3 separate regions of the Mus musculus genome follow, and all the other regions are linked to region 2. A link is a contact called in public ChIA-PET and HiChIP or PLAC-seq data. All regions are on one chromosome and are shown on one strand. Each heading gives the region's core, a stretch centred on a gene start, on an enhancer-like site or on the middle of the called end of the contact. The rest is flanking DNA. Distances are from core to core; before and after follow the strand shown.

Region 1 (4,378 bases), core at 287-2,786, 910 kb after region 2:
TCCCTCTGTGATGTAGTGTCACCTGAGAGATGTAAGCTGAAACCCTTTCCTCCCCAGCCAAAGTTCTGTTGGGTCAGCACTACCTAAGGCAGTCACTTGCTCTTCTGTCAGTCCTTCCATCCTTTCAGCTAGTGCCATCCCCTGAAAAAAGGCTGGTAAAGTAATCCCAAGGAGTACCAGGGACAGAGAAGACATTATCTATTAGCAGGAGATACTGAAAGTAATTATAACATACGGGGCTGGAGGTGGGTCAAAGGTTTAGGACAAGCTATTTGCAGGAAGGGTACCCAACAGAAAATGGATTCAAGGAATTCAGCAGCTAGTGCCTAGTGTTAGCCAATGGAAGTGTATGAAGAGCAAGCTTTTCCACCTCCCATGCTAGGGATAATTGGTGTAAACGTGAATAACTACTCACGCAGATGTAAGCAGAGTGCCCAGAGCAATTGAAGTCTTTAATTAGCCGGGCAGTGGTGGTGCACACCTTTAATCCCAGCATTTAGGAGGCAGAGGCAGGGGCAGGGGCAGGCAGATTTCTGAGTTCATGGCTTGCTTGGAGTGAATAGTGAGTTCCAGGATGGCCTGGGCTACACAGAGGAAAATTTAAAAAAAAATAAAAGAAAAAAGAAAAAAGAAAAAGAAAACGATACAAGCAACAAAGTTTTAAATTAACATGCCACAAAATGTCTTTCTGTTTAAAATGCTACAGAATTTTAAAGAGGGAATTTGTGCAGCCATTGACACCACAGTCAGAATAGAAAAAAGCTCAGCCAACCCAGAGTCCTGCCCTGATACTGCAACTCATTCTTTTCTCTGGAAAAAAGAACGAGACCTGGTGGTGGTTTTTCTGTTATTTTTGCCTTTCCAAGGTCTTACTATGTAGCCCTAGTTAGCCTCGAACTCACTTGTAGACCAGGCTGACCTTGAATCCACAGTAATCTGCCTATCTTTGCCTCCTGAGTGCTGGCATTAAAAGCATGGACTACCAGGTCCAGCCAAGAATGACTTTGATGGGATCATTCGTGTGTTACATCTGATACTGATGTTTTCCAGCCAGCATAATGCCTTTGAGATGCTTCCAAATTGTTCTGTGCATTGGTAGCCTATCCCTTTTTACTCTTAACCAGTATTTTATTGTATGGTCTTAACACTATATACCCATCTCTTATCAAAGGACATTTGAATTGTCTCTATATTTTTAATTTAAATTAACTTTTAATATAGATGCAAAATAATGAGCTTTGTCATAGCATTTGCATATATACATACATACATACATACACACATTGTATTTTGTTTTAACTAATTTCCCTCCCCGATTACCCTTTCCTTATTTCCCTGAGGCTTCTCAGATTGACTCAGAGCATAGTTAGTATTTGGACATTTCGACAGGATATGGGGTTTTATTATTGCTTACTTTCAAAGGAAAGGGAAAGGGAAAAAAGAAGAAGAGAAAGTGAAAGAGGAAGAAGAGATCCTGGCACTGCCCAAGTTCACGGAAGGCAGCCCTGAGAAAGAGTGGAACCCTCCTCCTGACCCTGAGTTCTGTGTGTATGTGCTGGAGGTGACCAAGTCGATACTGCCCATTGTCAACCTTAAGGAGCAGATTGAGGTCCTTGCCAAGTGAGTCTCTCCCCTCTCCCTCTCCTTCTCTCTCTGTATATCTATTTTAATTTCAGATTTTTAAAAAAAAAAACTTACAGTGGTTTGCTTTTCTTTAAAGTTACTTTAAAATAAAACCAACAAAAGAAGCTGCAATGGTTTACAGCGCCCGTGCTCTGCCTTCCCGCAGAAGCACAATGACTCACACACGGGTGCTCTTCTTTTTTGTGTGAGTCAGAGTTGAAATCGCTTAGAGACAAACACCTGGTTTTTGCTTTTGCTTTTTTTTTTTTTTTTTTTTTTTTTTTAGCTAAGCTGTTAAGACACATCTTTGGTATGATCTTAGAGAGGTAGTGAGTGAATGAATCTATGTTTAAAAACCAAATTGTTCCTTAAGTGTATGAGGTACTCAGCATTTAAAGGCATCCTATTGTGAGTTCTCTCTAACCCCCCTGCTGTTTGTTTGTGTTTTGTTTTGTTTTAATACACATTTCCTTTTCTAATGGGTGTCCGCTGGTTCATTTGCTATTTCTCGGGAGTGGGCTGTGGGCACTCTGAGAGCTTGCTGCTGGACAGAACAAGCCCTGTGTAAGCCTCAGAAGTTGCTCTTCTTCACTGGGCTCCTTCCATAAACAGAGGCTGAGGCCCTGAGCAGGTCTCTAAGGGAGCAGGACTGAAAATGGGGACGGGCTCCATGATTGGCACAACCCAGCAGGTGAACTGCTGGCTTTAGCACCAGCCACAGTGGGGGCTCAGTCAACTGCAGGTGGGAGTCGAGTAGCTGTCCTCAAACCCGGAAGTGACAACTGTAAGCCTCTCAGCTGACAGATCCCCGACTTCTGTCAGACAGGACTGGGGGAGATTCAGTGCGGTTGGCTCTAGAAGGATTTCCTGTGTCCTTGAGGCTTGATGGCTCTGACTGGAGAGTCTTGTAAACACTTGTGCAGTACTTCTCAACACTGTGTTCTAGCGGAGGCTCCACACATCACTTCTGAATCAGCTTACATTTAAACAATAATAAGGAGCAAGACAATGGCAGAGGTCTGTCCAGCTGCGGGATGGGCTGTCACTACAGGTGGGGTGACTGCTCGCCTCCACCTCCCTTCCTCATCGTCCTTTGTTTTGGTTTAGTTGCACTGTTTTGTTTTCTTCTTGTGTGTTTTTAAATTTTTATTTATTCACTTTACAACCCAATAACAGCCCTTCCTCTCCTCCCAGTACTCTCTCACACAATCCTACCCCATTCCACTTCACTTTTGAGAAGTGGGAGCCCCCTCTGGGTGTCACATCCCACCCCCCACATCAAGTTGGGCGGGAGTAGGACTAGGTGCATCCTCTCCCACTGAGGCCAGGCAAGAAGGTGCTTTTAGGGGCCAGGTATCCACAGGCAGGCGGGTAGGCCAGCAACAGGTTCAGGGACAGCCCCTGCTCTAGTTAGGGGACTCGAATGAAGACCAAGCTGCTCATCTGCTACACAAGTGCAGGGAACCTAGGTCCAGCCCAGACTCGCCCTTTGGTTGGTGATAAAGTCTCTGGGAGTCCCCAAAGGTCCAGGTTAGTTGACTCTGTTGGTCTTTCTATGGAGTCCCTGTCTTCTTGGGTCCCTTAATTCTTCTCCCAGCTCTTAGTAAGATCTTCCAAGCTCCGTCTAAGGTTCGGGTGTCTCTGCATCTCTTTCCATTGACTGCTGGGTGGAGCCTCTCAGAGGACAGATATGCTAGGTTCCTGTTGGCCAGCATAACAGAATATCCTTAGTAGTGTCAAGGATTGATTCCTGCCCATGGAATGGGTTTCAATTTGGGGCAGTCATTGGTTGACCATTCCCTCAGTCTCTGCTCTATCTTTGTCCCTGCACATCTTGTAGGCAGGACACATTTTGAGTCAAAGGTTTTGTGGGTGAGTAGCTGTCCTAATCTCTCCACTGAGAGTCCTGCCTGGCTACAGGAAGTGATCACTTCAGGATCCATATCCCCCACTGATAGGAATCTCAGCTAAAGTCACTTCCATAGACCCTGTGGGGCCTCTTCCTATCCTAGGTCTCTCTGGCAGGTGAGAGAGATTGCCCGTCCCTCCCACTCCCACCATCTTCCTTCTCTCTCCCTGTTCTCCCTACATCTGAGCACCCCCCCCCAAAACCCCCCATTTAGGGTTTTTAAGGCATTATTCTTCACAGTATAGCCAAAGACCAATCTTTCCTTTAACTTTTCAATTTTTCTCCCCACCATATGTTCTTAGTTATACAGAAATTTTAGAGATGTTTGTTGACATTATCATAGGAGATAGTATTTTGGGGGTGGGGATACAAAACAAAGTATCACAATTTCTCTCTCCCACACACCTGCTACCCTTGAAGTACATTTTTCTTCCTCCTCCTCTTCTACTCTCCTTTGATGTCAGTGTTATATAATGCCATATCATTCTTAATCCAAAAGATAAATTCTAAAAGAAAAAAAGTCATGAAATTTACAGTGGGCTACTCCAGTGCACTGTACACTGGTCAGGCTGGAGAAGCCTCACAAGGGCTAGGCCAGCCTTGGCCACGTGCTGAGACCTTCTCTCACAAGAATAGAAAGAAGAAAGCTCACCAGTTAGTAAATGCCTCAACTTTCAGACTAAAATACTCCCCCCACTGTTCAAGACTAAGATAAAAATTTAAAACTATGGGCTGGTGAGATGGCTCAGGGGGTAAGAGCACCCGACTACTCTTCCAAAGGTCCGAAGTTCAAATCCCAGCAACCACATGGTGGCTCACAACCACCTGTAACAGAGATCTGATGCC
Region 2 (4,280 bases), core at 1,251-3,750:
TGGCACGCATAAAAAAATAGACAAACAAAAAATAAATGCAATAAAGAACATTCCTGGTGTTGCAAAGATGGCTTGGTGGTTAAGATCACTGGCTGTTTTTTCAAAGGCCCCAGATTTGATTCTCAACAGTCACAATGCAGCTCACAAATGTCTGTAATTCTGGTCTCAGGCCATATTCTGGCCTCAGTGGGTACTAGGCACAAAGGTGGTACACAGACATGCCTGCAAGAAAGCATTCATAAACTTTAAAAACAAAACAAAACAAACCTAGAGCAGCATTGTGGTGTGGTACTAAGAAGAAACATTTAAGACCCTGACAGAGGTAGACAAACACACACACACACTAACATGGAAGGGATTAGGCCAGGTATACTGGCACATGTCTTCAATTCTAGTAGTCCTTGAGGTAGGTGGATGGATAGCTAGCCTGGTCAACCTACTAAATTCCAGGCTAGTCAGTACAGCACAATGAGAAATCTTGGGGCTGGAAGGAAGTGGTAATTAACCTAAATAAAATAAAATAAAAACCAAAAAAAAAAAAAAAAAAAAAAACTGTAGAGGAATTACTTCCTATTCTACCTACCCTAGTTTTTTTTGGGGGGGGGAGGGGTGTTTTGTTTTGTTTTTAGTAGTTGTTGTTTTTGGTTTTGTTTTTTTACGTTAAAAAGTAAAATGCCTCTCCTGAGTGGGAAAAGCCTACAATCTCAGCATCCAGGAGCCTGAGGCTGGGGAATGACGGTTTAAGGGGATAGGCTGAGCTACATGAAGAACCTGTCTCAAGAACCTAAGCCCAAATAAATAGTCTTCAAACTTACATTTTCACTAATTATTGTTAAATACACTGCATTATCATTTACTCTGGAAATGAGGCCTATTTTTTCTCTATGAGCAGGAAGTGGCACAAGGTAACACAATGACCACAAAACCATTGTGTATAATATTTTTAACTCTTAAGAAATGAGAACTGTTAAGTTTAATACCATGGTAATTTTATACTCAATGATTTTATATGCAATCATGGAATTAAAATGCAATTATTAAAAATTAAATTTCTGTTTAACAGTTCAATTCATTTCCTTTGAAAGTTTCCTATTTCATAACTTATAGGAAGAGGTACATTTCTTAGCTAATTCTGTTAAGTGTGCCTTTTTGCTGCTGCTGTTGTTTTTGCTTCACAACTTACATCTTGTGTGAAGGACTCAATCATAGCTTGTGGAAGTCTCTCTCATTCCATGATCATGAAGTTATTATTAGTTATTAACATGTCTTCTTTTTTCTGTTCATTGTTTGAGGTAGTCTGAATAAATACCCTCACTCAATCACTTTCAAGTAGAAATAAAAGGGAACAAGAGATTTTACAAGTTAAAGACCCAAGTTAAAACCTGAAATGAAATCAATGGAGAGGCAAGGACGTATACACAAGACTATCCTGACCTCCTCTTTCAACAGCACTCCAAACACCTCAAACCCTGAAAGTGTCACAACTTCTCTAATGAGTTCTAGGACCAAGCGGGAGGAGGCTTCAAATTTTTCCAGATTTCTAACTGCTACACAAACACTAATAGCAGGCTTTAACGATTACAAAATACAGTGCAAGAAAACTGCTAACAGACGCTGGGCAAAATGTATTTCAGTCTTCCCAGAAAGGACGAGGGAGAGGGAGGCAGTTGGAGTAAACATATGTTTAAGTGGGAAGATGACAATTTGGGGTGATACATGGTTACTGTGTCACACTTGAGTGTTAAAAATCGGTCTGCCTACATCTCTCTTCCTTCTTCCTTCAGCACAGCTCGCGGGGTGGGGGAAGGATGGTCTCCAGAAAGCCAAAGAAAAGGTAGTTGCACCGTCCAGCCTAACACTCAGATCAGAAGTTCCGAAGTTGGGCCGACAGTGAGGAACTGGGAAGAGATGGCGGTCAAGTGGACCGGGCTGGGTGAGGAGGTCCGGCCCGCCGCGCTTACCTGCTGCACCCCGAGGAACTCGTAGAAGTTCAACTGCACCTCTTCCACCAAGTCGAACAACTCCAGGTCTCCGCTCTCCCAGGCGCGCACTGGCCGCACGGCTGCCAGCAGGAACAGCAGCAGCAGCCACAGCGGCCGCACCGAGGATGACTCCAACCCGGAGCGCCGGCGCTGGGGAAGTCGCGCGGATCCGAAGCCGGGAACCCACATCGCGCTGGGCTCAAAGAGGTCGGTCGGCAGGCAGCCACGCCGTGCGCCGGCAGAGAGCGGAGACGTGGCGGGTGGCGCGGGCGGTGCGGACGGCGCCTGTCAGTCAGGAGCGCGGGCAGCCGCCCGGAAGCGACCAACCAGGCTGCCGGCTCGAGGGAAGCACTAACTGCCGCGGAGCCGGCGGCTGGGGAGCGGAGACCGGCCGCAGCCCGCTCTCCCTCTCTAGACCCTCGCCCCGGCCTAGGAACAGCTGGAGAGCCAGCGCTGGCACCCAAGCGGCCGTGTGGGAGAGGTTTCCCCAGGCCTCAGCCTATCCCAGGCCTCGCTTCCGGTGACATCACGTCTCCTAGCAACTGTGGGGCGGGGGCGGGGCCGGAAGTAGGAACGCCAGGCGCTCTGGATTCTGGCCTCAGAGAACAGCTTTCCGTGGCTGGCTTGTAGAGCAGCTGCACGTGTGTCAGCGCTGGCTAAAAGAGGTGAATAATCAACAATCGCGGACCTCCTGGGCCAAGAACGCCTATCTGTAGGTTTTCTTCCCCATGCCTTCTACCTTGCCTTCCTAAGTATTGATATTAAAAGCATATTGGAGGGTCGATGTATTTTATTGCTTAGGGGCTTCTGTTCATGTGCATTTTGTTATTTGATCAGTAAAGGTAGGATGAATTGAACAATGCCTAAAACACACAGATCCACCCCATTGTGGTTTTGGAAGGTGGGGGCACAAAAAGGAATTTAACCAAGAAAAAAATTATACTTCTAAATATGAATTAAGATTTGCGGATATAGTCCATGCAAATAAGCAGCCTCTAATTTCCAGGAGATCTGAAGCCCCCTTCTGGCCTTTGTAGGATCCTGCACACACCTAATACACATAAATTCAAGAAAGCAAACACACATACATATAAATAAAATTTAAAATATTCTTTTAAGTCTGAAGTTTATTTCCTTAAAGTAAAACTAATCTTGGACCTAGTATTGACTTTTGATTAAGACCACTTCTTCCTCTTGCAGAGGACCTGAGTTCTGTTCCCGGTACCCATATTGGAGTGGTTCACAACTGCCTGTAATTCTAGCTGCAGTGATCCAGTACTCACCTCAAGCTTCCACAGGCACCTGTGCATGTGCACATACACATAGGCAGGCACATACATGTACATACAAGACCCATCATCTTTACCAAGTCCCTACATTAAAGCAAATGTTTGTTTATTCAATGAGTGAAACTGTCAGAAAATATGGCAACAACAAATTTTGTTTACCCAATGTCCATCCTTTCCATATTTGATCATATTATTGAATACTGTGTTATTTGAAAGTGGTGTGATCTTGCCACAACTGCAAACGTGTTAGTATGAGCTCTTAGCAGACAGTCCTGTATTTCTGTCTTGAACTCTGTGTTGTCCAAGAACTCTAAGGACTTACTCCATTTTCAGGGGACTTATCACTTTCTAAGGCCAGGCTGATACAGAAGTCGAGTTGCCTCTACTTTATTCTCTGAGACAATTTTCTTACTACAATTCAAATTTGTCATTTCCACATTAACTGTTGTGCTGCAGGAGGTAACACAATTGAATAAATCCTTTGTCAATGTCTGGGCTAAGGGCAGTTATCAGCTGTTTTCTTCCCTGGTGGCATTTACTGATCCTAGGTATGGAGTGATTCGCTTTGGTCTGCTCAGAGGGACTTTACACAGATAAAAAGAAAGCAACGAAATCTTTACTTTGAATTGTATGATGGACTAAGGTACAAAGAAGCCCCAAACATACAGTCAGCCGTCCCACAAGACGCCCGCTGAATATCGCTTGAGGTTGAGGAACTGTGCTCACTGGTCATAAGATTTGTGATAGCTATGCCCAGTTGTCAACTCCACTATAACTGGAGTAAACTACAATCCAGAAATGGAGGGCACAGCAGACACAAGCTTTTGATCTAGCGCTTCAGGCTGGAAGACACACATTTTTAATACAGATCTCGAGGCACCCTTTAATCTGCGCCATACTTTCTGCTGGAGGATTACATAAGAACAAAGGAAAAAGGAAAGGTTCACTCCTCTTTGCCTGCTTGCATTCACTTTGCCAGCACATCTGTTGGAATCTACTTCTTCAGGAT
Region 3 (4,376 bases), core at 943-3,442, 560 kb after region 2:
TTTCCCTTCATTACATTACAAACAGGTTGCACTGTAAACAAGTTTCTTATTCACCATGTCATGATATGCCCCCAGGAAAGGAATTCCTGGGACTGAGCATGTATGCATGTGTGTAGGATACATCCCAGCTTCTGCTCAGTTATCATCAATTATGGGTAACTACTGTTCCATTCATGTTGGCATCACTGTGCTTATTGGCCATTTACAGTCTTCATCGCTGGTTTTTCTCGCCCATTTTCTACACAGGTACTTCTTTGTGTTAATAACACACAGTAACATGCTTTTGTGCCATGTGTTTGCATTCTTTCTTTCTGACTGCCATTTTTGTGTGGGTCGATCTCCAGTCTCCCTTCTATTGTTAGGCTGTTATCTGTGTGCTTTATAAACAAAGGTTTGGTATCACTAAGCTACCTTGATTTTTGACACGAACTGGTGATGTTTGAGAGATTCACCACAAAAGGAATATTTAACTTTATGAATTGAATACCACCTTACTATTGGAGGCCCATGGATATTTTCTGAGTCTCCTAACACTGTAGACACAGAACTGGTTTTTGTTTGTTTTATATACAGCAAAGAACCGACAATCATCCATAATGGATCTTTCATCCCTTGATCCACAAAGCTTTATTTTCTTTAGCATTATATAACTATGGGTTCTTCGAAAATTCAAAGAGAAGGAAATGAGGAAAAATATAAACATCTTTCTATATTACCAATATTGAAGACAGTCTCCATTAATATTCTGATAATTCTTATATGCATATATTCATTTATATATCTATTACACCAAAACACAAATACACATAAAACTATATGACTAAATAACTGTCTCTTTATCTGACTTTATCACTTTACTTCACAACCAATGTAGCAATGAGGAAACAACAGGGGTGGGGGAGGAGAGATGGCTCAGCAACTAAGAACACATATTGTTCGTCCAAAGTTCCTGAGCTCTGCTCCCATAAACCATTTCCAGCAGCTCACAATTGTCTGCAACTCCAGCTTCAGGGTCTCTGATGCCCTTGTCTGGCCTCTGAGGCCTCTGCACTCATGTGCGTACATCCACACACAAAGATGCAGATAAACAACAACAAAACAATTAGACTTAATCCTTAAATAACATAGGGAAATGGTCTGTGTTTTTAAAATATGACTTGGAGATATATTAAAACATCGTATGGCATATTTTTCTCTGGATCTTCCCTTTCCTTAATAGAATTTTATAGACTCCCTCCTATATTGTTGGTCTAGCCTAACACAAATGTTCCCATCGTATGAATGCACTGCAGCCTAACCGGCTACTTCAGTACTAACAGATCATTTATTTTGCTTTCAATGTACTAACACTACAAACAATCACAGAGACATACATACACAAACACGTACACACAGAGAAACATACATACACTCATACATACACACAGACACACAGACATACACACACAAATACACACACACACACAGAGACACACATACACACACATACATACACACAGACACACACACACACAGAGACACACATACACACAGAGATACACATACATACACACAGACACATAGACATACACACACAAATACACACAGACACACACAGAAACACACATACACACAGAGATACACACACACACACACACACACAGAGACACACATACACACAGAGATACACATACATACACACAGACACATAGACATACACACACAAATGCACACACACAGAAACACACAGACACACACATATACATACACAGAAACACACACGCACACATAGACACACACACACACACACTTATATACACAAATTTTCCTACTAACCAGTGACCATATCTTTTATATCTATGGAACAGGTTATCAATTATTACTGTGAAATTAAAACTACATTTTTCATATTTAAAATTTTTGACAGTTTTTCTTCCCAGAAAGAATCTTAATAAAGTATATTAAGGAAAACAATTTGCCAGTGAACACATCTTAATTATTCTCTCCAAATTCCAACCCCAGTTCTGTTTCTGTTCTCATTGCCTTGGTTCCCAATCTCAAGTTCTACAACTGCTAGTTTACATGTGGAAGTGCAGAAGTGGGGCTTTATCCACTGTTAGTATGAATTTCAAAATAAGCATCCAAGACTGTGTAGCTATAATGACGTTAACATTAAACTTCCTGACTACCAACCGCAGTTTTCATGTTTTTCATCTAACCATGGGGACAGGGACCTGAGATAAAAGTCCTAAGTAAAACCGCAGTCTCTCAAAGCTTCCTTCTCCAACTCACAGGAAAAGGGGGGCGGGGGGCTTCTCTGCAGCAGGATGGTATTGATTTATGAAGCCTGCCTTGGAAACTTATCAACTAACTCCAAAGCCACCATCAAATACGGAAAGACAGACGAGAAGAAAGAAGCTTCTAAAAGCATCTCAGAAGGAAATTCTAGACACGGAGGAACACAGCCATTTTGCAACAGTTGGCAGCTGGCTTGTCTTCAAATGCTATATGCAGCCACACAGCCTGTGATGTTCTCAACTTCTTAGCACATTTTCTGGGACATCCACTCTTTTAAAACAGGCCCCACTGGAAACAAAGCTTCACATAGACAGAGCTGATGAGCCCCCTCCACACACATCTTCCCGGGGCTTTTTGGAGATATTAGTGCTCCTCTGGTGGGAATGACAGAACAGGCAGTAGCTGCTTCTCTCCAAGAAACTCAGTCCTTCGCTGATGTCTTTTTATGGGGTATACATGAGGAGGACAGACAGGGGTGAGGGGTTAGGGGTGTGGCCAGGAGTGCAGTGCTGATGTAGCATGGACTAGAACCTGGGTTCTATCCCCAGTTGGTGTTCATTCATGCATGCACGCATTCATTCAGTCAGTCCTGTTTTCTCTCTTTCTCCTCACTACCTCTCCCTCTTCCCTTCTATGAGTTCAGGTGAACCCACTCGCTGTTCATTTATAGTAGAGCATATTTTAAACCCACAGCCCATAACTGCACAAAGATAATAATGTCTCCACTAAACTAATTTTAGGTAAAGTCCATGTTTCCAACACACTATAACTTAAGAAAAGAAAATAAAGATGTAATCCTGGCATAAAAATCCCTCACTGGAGTCAGAATGAAACCTTCAACCATCAGGTCAAACACGTTAATTCACTGGGTAAAGGTGGGTCCTGTTTCCTGAGATGCTGAAAAGAGACTGCTCATGACCACAAGCAAGGAAAGGAAAAATAAGTCATTTCTGTGGCATTCTGTTAACCAGCTGCAAATTAACAGCGCCTGGGGCAAAGTCAACAGAAGGTTGTGATGTGTGTATAAACACAATACAGCATTGCTGAAATAGTGCACAATGACTCTATGGCTATCAGATCATAACCAGGGCAGCACACACCTTAAGATTTCACTATTGACCCCTTGGCCCCAATGTGTTCTGTTCATCCAAAACTAAGAACAGGAACGGAGGGAATAGCGTGTTTGTAGCGCCTGACTGCTTTTTCCAACAGACTGAGGTTTACTTACAAAATCAGTGGTCATAAAAGCATCAACATCTAACAAATGGAACACTCCTGACAGCAAGAATCCACAGGACGGACTTTCTTCACACCCAAAATAATCAGTTATGAAACTGGACTCCCCTTAGACAAGTTAATACTGGCCTTTGTTTCTTAATTAGAAACTATGTCTTTCACATACCTTTCTCCAGAGACTAATAATTGTACAAAGAACACAGGAAAAAGCTTTGAACAGCATTAACACCCTTCCAAAGAACGTTCCAGAAGTAGGACATATTTTTCAGAATTTATAGTTGCTCCTGTGTGGGGGAACTTGTGAAGTTCTCTGAATTTCTGTGTAATGTGTTTAATTTTTCTCTAAAAAGCCACTTTGAAACACTGAAGCACATAGAGATGTCTCTCAGCACTCCTTTGCACCCCAGGCTATGCTACAAAGCAGTAAGTTGATTTCAGAGCAAAACTCCAGTCTTCCCAGGCTGCTTAGGAAAAGCTGTGCCGCATGAACTGGATGCTTCTGGGCCACATCTGAGCAGACTACCCAGTTATAAAGCAGTCACTGGGTACATGGCTAGGCTGCCTCTCAAAGTGAAATTTCTAAGCCCATTATTCAAAATGCAGACTGCATGTTCCAGAATATTCAATGTTACGAACCAAAGCCATTTAACTAAACGAGTCCACAAATTATGACGTGTAAAGTGAATGAAATACAATGCATGTCTGTTGGTGCAGAAAACACTAAGACATAATTTTCTTTTATATACTAGTCTTATATCGGCAATGTCTGATCATTAAACAGCATACTTAAAACTATAAAAGCAACTTTTATTTTTCCTTAGTGCTGAAGCTTGCAGAAACACATGGGTGGGTTTTGCCTAAAA

What was found. ChIA-PET counts read pairs in DNA pulled down with a chosen protein or histone mark. HiChIP or PLAC-seq counts read pairs in DNA pulled down with a chosen protein or histone mark.
Region 1: an H3K4me3 HiChIP or PLAC-seq map of pro-B cells shows a contact between it and region 2, with 11 times the contacts expected there. The contact joins the enhancer-like site here to the promoter of Dnajc1 in region 2. A contact is called at or near these places in 2 of 39 promoter capture datasets (cranial neural crest and pre-B cells), 1 of 15 datasets of contacts at CTCF or cohesin (pro-B cells), 1 of 484 Hi-C or Micro-C datasets (bone marrow-derived macrophages), 15 of 115 datasets of contacts at active chromatin or transcription factors (DN3 thymocytes, the SCID.adh cell line, acute myeloid leukemia and 12 more) and 1 of 9 other capture datasets (embryonic stem cells).
Region 3: an RNA polymerase II ChIA-PET map of memory CD8 T cells shows a contact between it and region 2, with 12 read pairs. The contact joins the enhancer-like site here to the promoter of Dnajc1 in region 2. A contact is called at or near these places in 1 of 484 Hi-C or Micro-C datasets (CD8 T cells), 3 of 115 datasets of contacts at active chromatin or transcription factors (memory CD8 T cells, pancreatic cancer cells and pro-B cells) and 1 of 9 other capture datasets (adipose tissue).

Annotation. Positions count from the first base shown.
Region 1 is chr2:19,299,050-19,303,427 of GRCm38.p6, forward strand. It overlaps Armc3 (armadillo repeat containing 3), which reads left to right. Exons shown (of 20, transcript NM_001081083.2): 18 at 1,423-1,620. Among named protein-coding and RNA genes, the nearest start is that of 4930447M23Rik, 43 kb to the right of the region's middle. Within about 2 kb of position 1,537, at least 126 of the 459 cell types and tissues checked have an H3K27ac peak or open chromatin away from gene starts, as enhancers often do. A contact at or near this core is called in DN3 thymocytes, acute myeloid leukemia, bone marrow-derived macrophages and 6 more, where this site is marked.
Region 2 is chr2:18,390,330-18,394,609 of GRCm38.p6, forward strand. Dnajc1 (DnaJ heat shock protein family (Hsp40) member C1) reads right to left here and starts at 2,501. Exons shown (of 12, transcript NM_007869.3): 1 at 1,962-2,501. The coding sequence starts at 2,171.
Region 3 is chr2:18,950,094-18,954,469 of GRCm38.p6, forward strand. The region is part of intron 1 of Pip4k2a (phosphatidylinositol-5-phosphate 4-kinase, type II, alpha); the gene reads right to left. Among named protein-coding and RNA genes, the nearest start is that of Pip4k2a, 46 kb to the right of the region's middle. Within about 2 kb of position 2,193, at least 85 of the 459 cell types and tissues checked have an H3K27ac peak or open chromatin away from gene starts, as enhancers often do. A contact at or near this core is called in CD8 T cells, memory CD8 T cells and pro-B cells, where this site is marked.